Regions from separate parts of the Sus scrofa genome. Here region 2 is linked to region 1. A link is a contact called in public HiChIP or PLAC-seq data. All regions are on one chromosome and are shown on one strand. Each heading gives the region's core, a stretch centred on a gene start, on an enhancer-like site or on the middle of the called end of the contact. The rest is flanking DNA. Distances are from core to core; before and after follow the strand shown. Region 1 holds the start of CHD3 (chromodomain-helicase-DNA-binding protein 3). Region 2 overlaps GUCY2D (retinal guanylyl cyclase 1).

The links. HiChIP or PLAC-seq counts read pairs in DNA pulled down with a chosen protein or histone mark.
Region 2: an H3K27ac HiChIP or PLAC-seq map of alveolar macrophages shows a contact between it and region 1. The contact joins the enhancer-like site here to the promoter of CHD3 in region 1. A contact is called at or near these places in 5 of 47 Hi-C or Micro-C datasets (adipose tissue, blood, epiblast stem cells and 2 more) and 2 of 2 datasets of contacts at active chromatin or transcription factors (alveolar macrophages and skeletal muscle).

Annotation. Positions count from the first base shown.
Region 1 is chr12:53,131,954-53,138,220 of Sscrofa11.1, forward strand. It overlaps CHD3 (chromodomain-helicase-DNA-binding protein 3), which reads left to right and starts at 3,814. Exons shown (of 40, transcript XM_021067837.1): 1 at 3,814-4,109. The coding sequence starts at 3,842. It overlaps LOC102158553 (a long non-coding RNA gene), which reads right to left and starts at 4,293. Exons shown (of 3, transcript XR_002337366.1): 1 at 4,187-4,293; 2 at 2,306-2,403.
Region 2 is chr12:53,217,449-53,223,715 of Sscrofa11.1, forward strand. All of the region lies in intron 1 of GUCY2D (retinal guanylyl cyclase 1), which reads left to right. Among named protein-coding and RNA genes, the nearest start is that of GUCY2D, 20 kb to the left of the region's middle. Within about 2 kb of position 2,528, at least 1 of the 83 cell types and tissues checked has an H3K27ac peak or open chromatin away from gene starts, as enhancers often do. A contact at or near this core is called in alveolar macrophages, where this site is marked.

The DNA of each region.
Region 1 (6,267 bases), core at 2,564-5,063:
AATATGCCAGAAATGGCAAGCCGGGTGAAGTTGGAAGGAGTACTGACACGGACAGAGGAAGAAGCCATCCAGCAAAACTGGGAGATAATTAGGAAGACATGACGCAAAAAGCAAGTAGACTTATACATGTGTGTAGACTCTTCTTTGGAATCTGATCCAAGAAATGTGTAGTGACTACCTCAGAGGAGAAGAAGAGGGGTGCAGGAGGGAGGCTTACTCTCACAGAGGATACTTTTAGTACTTTGAAAATTTGGGGGAGATCCCTGGTGGCTCAGTGGGTTAAGGATCCAGCGGTGTCACTGCTGTGGCACGAGTTGGATCCCTGGCCTGGGAACTTCTGGGTGCTGCAGGTGCAGCTGAAAAATAAAAATAAAAATATTGTACCGTGTGTATGTACTATCTATTTAAAAGTTGATGGAAAAGAAGAAAAGGGGGGGAAAAAAAGCAAGCAGAGATGTGGACAGCAAGAGCCAGCCAGGCAGACAGACAGCAACAAAACGGGAAAACAAGGAGAGACTGGGACAATGGCAAAAAGACTGAGGCAGGCTGACTGTGTGAGGAACCAAAAAGATACAAAGAAAAAGAATGGAAACCGAGGCAAGCAGTGAGAGGAAGGCAGGGTAGAGGAGAGGGCAAGACGGCAGCTAAGACTTTAGGGCAAGCGGACCACTGACACTCTGGGGTAGTGAGACCATCATCACCACGGAAGGGATGCTGGAATAGGGGGAGCCAAGGGAGAAAAAGCTGAGAGGCAGACACACTGGAAAGAAATGAGCCTTCAACAGCGGGCAGACAGGCAAGAAGACAGACGTAAAGGATGGCAAGGACACAGGCATAAAGAAGAGGAAGAACAAGTCGAAGGGCAAGATAAGAGGCAAACCAAGACAGGGAACTATGGCAGGGCCTGGAAGGTAGACAAACCAAGAGTCGGAGACTAAAAAAGTGATAGAGACAGGCAGGCGGGGAGACAGATGGCTAGAGAGAGAGTGGTGGGCAAACAGCCAGAGAAGCAGACAGACAACCAGAGAGAGAAAGAGGCTGCCAGCCAGTCAGGGAGGAGCAGACAGGCAGGCAGGCAGACACCATAACAGGAGCAAGCAGGTAGAGAGGCAGGCGGAAACAAGCAGAGAAGAAGAAAAATCAAGAGGTCAGTAGGGAGAGAAAAGGGAACAGGAGATGCCGGCAGGCAGAGAGGGAGATGGACAAGAGGGAAAATCAGGCAGATTAACAGATCCATGTGCAAAGCACACCCGGGGAGAATGATGAATGTTTGTACAGGGATGCACACAGCCACCCTCAGCCACCCACACCTGAAGCTCGGGGCACATGTGGCAGGCAGGCGGAGGCGCTCAGCACAGGCAAAGGGCACACAGGCAGAGAGCCTGTGGTGCACCAGGATGCGCAGGGCTGCCACATACACATGGGGACATGCTTCCCAGACACACACAGGGGGGCCAGAAAGAGGGGGAGGCACACACAGTTGGAGCCCGGAAGACAGAAGTAAACAGAAAGAAGACAGAGATGGAAAGTCACTTAGAGGTGACAGAGCCTGAGTCCAGGAGAGAGAAAGACAGCCTCGATGAAAAAACACACACATTCACAGAAGCCCATATACAGAAAGAGGGGGCCACCCAGATGAACTAGTACAGAGGGGCTGAGAAAGAGGACATAACAAAATCGAATGGAAGAGGAACTGGAGTTACACTCAAGACAGGAATGATACGGGAGCAGAGGCAAAAAGAATTCCAAAGTCCAGGTTAAGAAAAAGATGGAAATCAATGCTCAATAAGGTGTATTATGGGGGGCGGGGGTTGGCACATCAATAAAGAATACTGTAAGCCTTGTAAGCAAAAATGTGCCCTGCCACTATTCCTTTCTGGTTGCTGCCTACCTACCGCTCCTTGTGAAGGTACCCCCAAACCCTGCAGGGACTGCTGGCCGGCTGGCAGCCAAACCTAAAAGGTGGGAATAACCCAGGAGAGAAATGATTCCACAGGCAAGGGATGGGAAGCAAGGGAAAGGGCAAAATGAGATCAAAAGAATGGCTGGAAACTGGAGGAAGAAAAGGATAAGAATGAAACAGGGTCCCACGGAGCTACTTGCCCTCCATCCTTTGCTAGCATTACTCAACTGGCAAGTTTTATTTTATGACTTCTCTGACCAAATCGCTCGATGAGAAAGCTACTTTTGGGCTCCTTTGCAGCCTTCCATCTGATTCCTGGTATCACTTTTAAGATCAACACTGGGGTGCAGTGGGAAAGCATGGAGCAGAAAGTCAGATGACAATGCGCGTGTAACCCCCTACCTCTTTCTTTTTCTCAGTCCACGTTACTTTTCTCTTTCATGGTACCTCAGTTTCTTCCACTTTATCAGTGTTGGAGATCATGGAGGAAGGAAAATATACTGAAACGGGAGAAAAGAGAAAATTTCACAATCCTCAGACTTAACTCTTTCCCCTGTAATCTAAAAAGCTGTTCCATTTACCCCTAAATTAATTTCCCAAGTCAGATAAATTTTATATTCAAGTAATTGGGGGAAGGAAGGGAAAAGTAAAGGAGAAAAGAGGATAAAATTTACAACAATTTTAAATCGCTGAAAAGGCTGGGCAAAGGGGAGAATCAAACATGGACTCCTTTGAAAAAAAACTCAATCATCGTATCTATTCATATCTCTCCCCCAAAAGTCACTAGGATTTCTATCACTTTTTTAAAGAAAGGAAAAAAAATCCAGTACCGCTTCTCACTTAAAAGATACGTATACAATTAAATGCGTTTTGACTTCAATGAGGTATGTAGAAACAGAGTTATATATAAACATATATTTCATCTTTTTTCTTTTCAATGCCTGAAGGGGAAAAAAAAAACCTTCACATCAAACCACTCCCTTCTGAAGTATTCAGAAAAAAAAAAAAAAGCTTTTCTTTAAGAGAAGGGAGGTGGGGAGGAAGAGACTAGTAAAGAAAAGAAAAAAATTTAAATCTAGTTGGACTAGTATCTAACTAGTTAACCTTTAACAATTTATGCTGATGTCAGACTGAGCATGAGTACTGATTAATGCCCCCCCTCAAATATTTTTTTATAAGGGGGGAGTTAGTCACAGCAGCCATTTTTGTTTTATGCAGAAATCCTTCATGCCCCCCCAACGCACACACTCACATACTCAGTACACAAGGAAAATATCTCTATTAATCTGTGCACTAATCAGTTATGAAAAAAAGGGAGAAATTTGTGGGTTTCTGGGTAGAGGCTTGGAGATGGGGGTGTAACAGGGAGGAGAATGGGGGGGTGAAAAATGAAATATTAAGCCAGCCATTTTGTTTTAAAAGGGGATTTTTCCCCCCTCTCCCTTTCTTCATGGAGGGGGTGGCGGTGCTGGAGGGGGGGTTGTTTTAAAAATAATTTCCAGGCGGCCATCTTAGTGCCTCAGCTCTGAGAAATATTTCTGAGCGCCCCCCTCAGAATTTAAATATATTTAAAGCAACGGAGAGGGGGGTAGAGAGAAGTCGAAAACTTTTATATATATATATATATATATTTTAATCCCCCTCTCTTGTTCTCTCGGGAGGAAGGAGAGAAAGAAAAAAAAAAGTCCTCAATTTTTTCCAAGAAAATTTTTGGGGGTGGTTTGGCCCCCCTCGTCAGACGGCGGCCCCGAGGGGGGTTCGGAGGGGGTGGCCCGGGGTTTTGGGGGCTGGGGGAGGCGGTGAGGAGGAGGAGGAGGAGGACGCCGCCGCCGAGGAGGAGGAGGAGGAGGAGGAGGAGGAGGAGGAGGTGGTGGTGGTAGCGGTGGGGGAGGCGGGCGGGCGGTGGGTGGGGGGGTGGTGGGGGGCCAGAGCCACAGGATGGCTTCCCCTCTGAGGGACGAGGAGGAGGAGGAGGAGGAGATGGTGGTGTCGGAGGAGGAAGAAGAGGAGGAAGAAGAGGGCGACGAGGAGGAGGAGGAGGTGGAGGCGGCCGACGAGGACTACGAGGAGGACGACGACGAGGGAGTACTCGGGCGCGGGCCGGGCCACGATCGGGGCCGCGACCGCCACAGCCCCCCCGGCTGCCACCTCTTCCCGCCACCGCCGCCGCCGCCCCCGCCGCCGCCGCCGCCGCCCCCGCCGCCAGGTAAGCGGCCGCCGACTCCCCCCAAACCCAAGCGGGAGCCGCGGGCGCCCGAAGCCGGGCGGGGGCGAGGCACCCACCGCGCGGCCGAGCCGAGGCGAATCCGGGGCGCGGAGCGCCGTCTCGGGCCCGTCGCCCGGCGCCGGTCCCGGCGGTCCGAGCGGTCCAGGCGGGCGGCGGTGGCGGCCGCCGGGCCAGGCCTCCTCCCCTCCCCCGCCGCACCCCTCCGCCGCCGCCGCCGCCGCCGCCGCCGCCGCCGCCGCCACCGCCGCCCGGGCTGAAGAGCGCCGGGCGCGAGCTGCGCGCGCGGACCGGGCCACTCGGTCGCGGCTTTCGGGGGAGGAGGAGGAGGAGATTTTTTTTTTTTTTATCCTCGGCGGGGAGGGGGTAGGCAGGAAACGTCCAAGGCGAAGCCAGGGCCCCCTCCCTGGCCGAGCGAGGGACCGCGGAGACCCTGGCGGCCGGACGGCGGCGTGGGGGAGGGGCGCGTGGGGGAGGGGCGGCCGCGCGGGCGCCCCTGGGGCTCCGGCCCCGGTGGGGTTGGACCGAGGTGAAGTGGGGTTTCCGCGCGAGGAGCGGACCGCGGCCCTAACCCCCACCCCACCCTTCGTCAGGAGTTGGGAAGGCCGGGGGAGCGGCTGGGGAGGGGGCGGGTGTCCCTCGGACCCCCCCCCACACCTGCGGGGACTTCGGTGCCCGCCAACTCTGGGGCGTGCGGTGGCACGTGGGGGAGGGGTCGTGTGAATGTTTGCGGGCGGCTGACGACTAGGGGCAGGTGGTGGCCACACTCCACGCAGACCACTTCCTGGAATGAGACTGGCTCCTGCCCCCTCTTCCCGGTTCGGCTCGTACTAGGGAGAGCAGTCACTGAGGATTGGGGAGCAAGAGGGGAGTGTCTGGGAGAACAGATGCCCCCAACCCCACCCCCTTTCTCTCTCCTCTGGGCTCTTTTGTGTCAAGTGCGCCGCCCCCCCCCATGACCCCGTCAGTCTGGGGTGGCCGAGCTGCCCAGCTGTGACTCTCACGTGGCTGCCATTCACTGTCACTCACTCTCCCGCTGAAACCACCCACACCCTGACCACGTCGGGGGGCGTGAACTGCCCACCCAGCTGTTCTGCAGCTTGACCGTCACTCGGCATCCCTCCCCGGGGTTGACAAGTCGCCCGCACTGTCTGGGCAGTTCCGCCCGCGCTGGAGGGCCTGACGGCTGCCTCGCGTCCAGGGGCCCCATTCTGGCTACCTTCCCGGTGGAGTGTTGCTAGTCTTTTTTAGGATAGACTAGGTGAGCATCTTTCGGGTGTTCACACCCCCAGGCCTCTGGGTGCCATGCAGCGCAAATGCACCAAACTTCAAAACATCTGACATCAGGTTCTTGGTAAAACTGTCATATTGATCTGGGTGGCTCATGTGGCAAATGTTCCTGTCTAGTTGAGACGGCCTTTGAGGGAGCGGGGGGTGCTTTCTTGGTGGCGAGGAGGGGGATGCCTGTCTGATGGAAACAGATAAGTCCACTCCTACCCCCACTCTGGCCCCTAGGCTTGTCTGAAAAAGGGAAAAGTTTTTAAAAAGTTGCCCAGAGAGCCCACTGATTTTGCAGGGGGGAAAAGGGATAAAGAATTGAGGGCAAGGGGTTGCCTGGAGCACGGCAGAGGTGCTAAAAAGAGAAAGGGTGTCAGGTGAAGTTAAGGGGCTGGCTATTCTCACCTGTGTGTATTCCGAACCTGGAACGTGGCGTCTGGGGGGCTTTGACCCTGGATTTGGGTGTGGGAGAGGGGGAGCATGAAGGGATCTGAGGTCGAGATGGGTCTTTGTGTCAGTACTCCCTCCCCCTTCCCCTCCGCTTTCTAAACAACGTCGAATGTTTTTAAAATTGTGCGTTGGAAATGGAAACCCACCTCCTCTCTCTCCCAGGGCAATTTTATGTCCCTCTCAGCCCTCCAAGTCAAACGGGGGACCCGGATACACCCCCTCAGATGACTTTCTGAGGTAAAACTTCAGGAAAATATTTTCGGTCTGCCCATTATTTCTGTCTACAGAAGCGTGGGCAAAATAACCCTCCTCTGAGGCAAATGTATTCAGGCTGCCCTCCCTCGTCCTTCTCTAGGAGATGAATTTATCCGTGTTAGAGGTTTCTATTGTTTTTTTTTTTTTTCATTCCGAC
Region 2 (6,267 bases), core at 1,278-3,777, 84 kb after region 1:
GATAATTACACCACCTTTAAAACAAAAACACAAATTTTATGTTGCAAAAAAATCAAATGCATTGCCCTACAGTTTCACAAGATATTACCACTGGGGGAACTAGGCAAAGGGTACACAAGATGGCTCGGAATTATTTTCTTACTCTGGTATGCGAATCTACACTTACCTCAAAAGACAAAGCTTAAGTTTGGAGTTCCGTCTTGGCACAGCGGTAAACGAATCTGGCTAGGAACCATGAGGTTGTGGGTTCGATCTCTGACCTTGCTCAGTGGGGCCGGGATCTGGTGTTACCAAGAACTGTGGCGTTGCCAAGAACTGTGGTATAGGCTGCAGGTGCGGCTCGGATCTGGTGTTGCTGTGGCTCTGGCATAGGCCGGCAGCAACAGCTCAGATTAGACCCCCTACCCTGGGAACCTCCATATGCAACAGGTTCGGCTCTAAAAGGACAAAAGACAAAAAAAAAAAAAAAAAAAAGTAACAAAAAATTACTAGTAAAGTCAAAAAACATACCCAAGCTGGAATAGATAGTTGCAGGTCATCACAGACCAAAGGCTAACTCTGATTCACAAAGAGCTTCTCGAAATTAGGAAGAAGGTCAGCAATCCAATTTAGAAAAAAAGAAAAGAAAATCAGCCTTCTGATCCAAAACGAGCAGATTTTGGTATCTGAGGGGAATTCTCTGTGGATGCTAAGGGGTGACAGTGGGATATTTTTCAGCCGTGAAAGCAAACGAAGTGCTGATACTGTCTCTGGTGGTCCCGCCCACCTTCCCCTCCTGTGGTCCCTCCATATAATTACCAACGATTTGGAGAGGGAGAGCCTCCTCTGTACAAAACCTGTCTCAAGGTCTTTCTGAGCCGCAGCCACCGTAAAGCCTCTCCACGACCCTGATCAGGATTCACTGCTCCCCTCCCTGCCACCGTCACTACGTGCTCAGTGCAAATGTCACCTTCCTGTCTCCTATCTTGTCCACCTCCTGCTGCTTGCTCCTTGCTCCCCACTCAGCCTTCCACTACTCCTCTCTCTCCCAAACCTTTAGGCTGTTGTCTCTGGAATCCTGCCCAAGGTAAATAAGCTTCTCCACCTAGATTTTAAAAATTAATTCTGTATTTATCAAATAATGCATATACCTAATACCTAGGAGTGTAAGGACTGGATTTAGGGTAGTGGTTGGAGCACTTTACTTTCTTCCCAGCAGTGAATTGTGAGTCCAGTTGCTCCACATCCTCTTCAACAACTTCTTTTGACTTTTTGCATCGTAGCCGTGCTAATGCGGGTAGTGGTACCTCAGGGCAGGTTTTTACGTGCATCACCGCAATAGCTAAAGACGTTAAACATTTTTTCCATGTGCCCGTTAACCACTCGTTTCTTCTTTTGTGAAGGGTCTCTTCACATTTTTTGCCCATTATTTATTGGGGTCATTTGTCTCCTTACTGAGTTGTGAGGTTCTTTACATATTCTGAACACAAGTCTTTTGTCAAATACTCTATATATTCAAAATATTTTCTCCCTGTCTCTGACTTGTCTTTTCATTTTCTTAAGATACTTTTGAAGAGCACGGTTTTTATTTCGAGAATTTACATGTTAGTAGTCGTTCTATGGTTCATACCTTTTGTTATTCTATTTGAGAAAATTTGCCTACTTGCGTAGTGAAGGCACAGTCTAACAGTGTGATTTACGATAGTGTCTTTTGGTGGAGATAATGGTATCCGTTCTGCTTCTAGAGGGACTGGAAACTAAAGATAACAGCCTGGGAGTTCTTGTTGGGGCACAGCAGAAACGAATCCGACTAGTATCCATGAGGATGCAGGTTCGATTCCTGACCTGCTCAGTGGGTTAAGGATCCTGTGTTGCCATGAGCTGTGGTGTAGGCCACAGATGTGGCTCAGATCTGGTGTGGCTGTGGCTGTGGCATAGGCCATGAGCTGCAGTTCAAATTCTACCCCTAGGCTTGGAACTTGCGTATGCTGAGAGTATGCCCCCCCCAAAAAAGGCAATAAAGATATGAGCCTGATCTCCAGGAGAGCTGAAGACGAAAGGTCAGCCATGTGGGCAATATGTGATTGAGTTCCAGTAAAAACTCTGGGTACCAAGGCTTGGGTAATCTTCTCTGGTTGGCAGTAGTCTGTGTGTACTGTCACATATCATAGCTGGAAGGAGCTGGCACTGACGTGACTCCACAGGGGGAGAACAATGGCATCTCCACACCGGATCCTCTGGTCTCTGTCCTGTGCATCTCTTCCCTTGGCTGATTTTAATCTGTAGCCTTTCTCTGTGATAATCTGCAGCCATGAGTACAGCTGCTTTCAGAGTGTTCTGTGGGTCCTTCTAGTGGATGGTAGAAACTGAGGGTGGTTTGGCGAATCCCCAAACTTGCAATTAGCGTCAATATGGAGGACAGTCCTTTGTAGGGACTGCAGGGAAAAGTGGCCTAACCTTTCGCAGTTGGCCTCACAAGTGGGATTCTCTAGAATGACCCTGACTCACTGAAACATGTGGTTTGGAAAGAGGAAGGAAGGGGGCTGATGAACTTTTGATCTCTGGATGACTACCAGTCACTCATGATATGGAACAGCAGCTGAAGCTGATCAGTTACTCCAGGCAAAAGTTACCTAGAGGGAGTTCCCAGTGTGACACAGTGGGTTAAGGATCTGGCATAGGTTGCAGCTGCGGTTCAAGTTTGATCCCTGGCCCAGGAACTTCCACATGCTGCCGAGGGTGTGGCCAAAAACCAAAGCAAAACACACAAAACAGTTACCAATAGAATTTTGACATAATGGATTTAATTCCTGAGCAGCTGGCTCATGCATGAGGAAATACAGTGTAACAAGAAACATTCTCTTGGCTGTTGTTTTCCATAATAGCTAAAATGAAAGCGAGGCAGGGTGGCAGGTGCACCTTACTGGGCCAGACTTGAATTCCAGCCAGCCTGAGTTAGAGCTGCTAGCCTCATGCCACTACCACTGGCAAAAACTATGATGAAACAACAGATAGAAAAGAAAATTGGGCTGCTTTGTAGGAGATTGGGGAAAGGTAAAGAGGAGAGGTTAAGAACTCACCCCAGCAAGGTGGAAATGTTTAAATGGTAATTTAAAAATGGGATGAATAAAGTGGGTATTGGAGAGGTCAAAACAGAGGTCTTTTTTTTTAAATTGAAGTAGAGTTGATACACATACTATGTAAGTTACAAGTATACAATATAGTGAGTGATCTATAATTTTTCAAGGTTATATTCCATTTATAGTTATTATAAAATATTGGGAGGTCCCATCATGGCTCAGCGGAAATGAATCTGACTAGTAACCATAAGGATGAAGGTTCAATCCCTGGCCTCCCTCAGTGGGTTAAGGATCTGGCATTACACCATGGGCTGTGGTGTAGGTCGCAGATATGGCTCAGATCCTGCCTTGCTGTGGCTGCGGTGTAAGCTGGCAGCTATAGCTCCCATTCGACCCCTAGCCTGGGAACCTCCATATGCTGCAGGCAAGGCCCTAAAAAGACAAAATAAAATAAAATATTGACTATATCCTCTATGTTGTATAATATGTCTTTGTAGCTTATTTTATACATAGTAATTTGTGCCTTGGAACCCCCTACCCCTCTCTTACCCCTCCCCATACCCCTTCCCCACAGGTAACCTTTATTTTGTTCCCTGTATCTGTGAGTCTGCTTGTTTTTGGTTCTATTCACTAGTTTGTTGTATTTTTCAGATGTCACATGTAAGTGATATCATACACTTCTCTGACGTACTCCACTTAGCATAATGCCTTCCAAGTCCATCCACGTTGCTGCACATGGCAAAATTTGCATTCTTTTTTATGGCTGAGTAGTATTCCACTGTGCATATACACCACATCTTCTTTATCCGTTCATCTGTAGATGGAAAAACAAAGGTCTTAATTGTTTTGGAATTTGAGTGGACCAGTGGCAGCCCCTGCTGGTCCAGAAACATGGAGGGACTCTAAGCATAATTTGGAGGAATTTAAAAATTTAGAAGGCAAGGATGACAAGGAGAAACCTTACTTCAAATGTTCTGAAACACTGGCTGGGGACTCAAGGCTATGTGAGTGGGTAAGATTGTCAGGACATAAGAGAAGAGCCACACATGGTGGTTCCAAAACCTGGTGGTGAGTCCCGATGGGGCAACGGTTAGATTGGGAGGATTTGGGAATGTAACAGTTGATTAAGATAAAAGTTTGGATAGAAATTGTAATGTCTGAACATTCTTTAGTGAAGTGGTTTTGTCCCATTTACCTGGTTGCATTTTGGGGATGGATGTTATATCTGATTGGGTAAGACTTCCTTAGCTAGGATCATAAATCAGAAGGCATGGAATGCTGCCCTCCTGCCAAAATAATGGAAACTGATAAATTTGTCCAAGCCCACACAGGTTGTTAATTTGAAACAGTACGGGGAGTTCGCATCATGGCACAGAGGAAAGGAGCCTGATTAGGAACCATGAGGTTGCGGGTTAGGTCCCTGGCCTTGCTCAGTGGGTTAAGGATCCGGCGTTGCCGTGAGCTGTGGTGCAGGTTGCAGATACCGCTGAGACCCTGCGTTGCTGTGTTCATTGAAGCCATTAGGTAAGTGAGGTCTTTGTTGAAATTATGCCTGGGAGGAATTATGCCGCAAGCGCTGTAGCCACCTTGCCACTGGGAAAGGAGAGCCTTTCGGACAGCAAAGCCAGCCACGGAGGTGGACGAGCAAAGCCTGAGGCCTGGGTTGTTTACACCTAAATCCAGCTGCACCTGAAGTAAGCCCCAAGACTTCAGGTTTTCTGCCTTAGACTGTTTGGCCTCAGGGCGGGCCCAGGAGAATCATACTTAAAAGTGGCACATAAAAGACACAAAGAAACATTTCTCTCAAAACAAAAAGCTTCAGACATAGTCTACAGCTCCCCCTAGTGGAAAACACGATTTTCAGCTTCTGGATAATACGCCTTAATTCCAGTCCACCACGTGTCCCAATAGTCTGTATATATCTAGGTTAATTTAGAACATCTTTCATAATTCAAAAAATATATAATTGCTACTATTTATAATCCTGATCACAGCCCTTTCCCATAATACTTTGTAGTTCAGAACTACAATCCTGAATGAAATCTGTCCTGGAATCATGCAGTGAATTTAGAATGTTCTAGACCATTAGGAATCATATTTTGTAACTATCAAAAAAGGGAAAATAAGGAGCTCCCATCGTGGCTCAGTGGTAACAAACCTGACTAGGATACATGAGGATGTGTGTTCGATCCCTGGCCCTGCTCAATGGGTTGAGGATCTGGCATTGCTGTGAGCTATGGTATAGATTGCAGAAGCAGCTCAGATCCCACGTTGCTGTGGCTGTGGTGTAGGCCAGCGGCTTTAGCTCTGATTAGACCCCTAGCCTGGGAACTTCCATATGCCGTGGGTACGGCCCTAAAAGACAAAAAGGAAAAATAAGAGGAAGACATGAGAAGAGTATCAGAAAACCATAATGTGGTAGAATTTTAAATATCCAAAGATAATTTCATTGGCTTCTGGTTTCAAGGACATCCACTCCTCCCTCCTCTCCACATCTCATGGAAATGATCAAAGAGAAAAATACAAGAAAACCTTGATATGTTTCAGGAAAAAAAAAAAAAAAAACCCAAGAGAATACACTCAACAGAAGTGAACATTTGGAGTTCCCGTCGTGGCGCAGTGGTTAACGAATCCGACTAGGAACCATGAGGTCACGGGTTCAGTCCCTGCCCTTGCTCAGTGGGTTAATGATCCGGCGTTGCCGTGAGCTGTGGTGTAGGTTGCAGACGCTGCTCGGATCCTGCGTTGCTGTGGCTCTGGCGTAGGCCGGTAGCTACAGCTCCGATTGGACCCCTGGCCTGGGAACCTCCATATGCCGCGGGAGCGGCCCAAAGAAATAGCAAAAAGACAAAAAAAAAAAAAAAAAAAAAAGAAGTGAACATTTGAGGGATGTGGGGTCCACTGTGGAGGCCAGAGAGGAGAGGCTGGGGGGAGAGAGCGGTGGGCAGAGGAGCCCCAGATGCCCAGTGGTCTCTGTTGCTTCAGCCCTGCGGCCCCTTACCTTATCCTTGGCGCACCGGTGGCAGCCCAGCCCCTGCAGGGCACTGTGCCCTTTGCCTCCTTTCCACTCACGTGGTGTCCAATGGACCGCTGTGCTGAGGCGGAACTTCGGAACAGAGAGGGGCCCACAGAGGAAGCAAAAGATGATTTGTGCAAACACCCAGGGAGCCTCTATCCCTGCCCACTTCCACCCAAGCCTAAGTGGGAA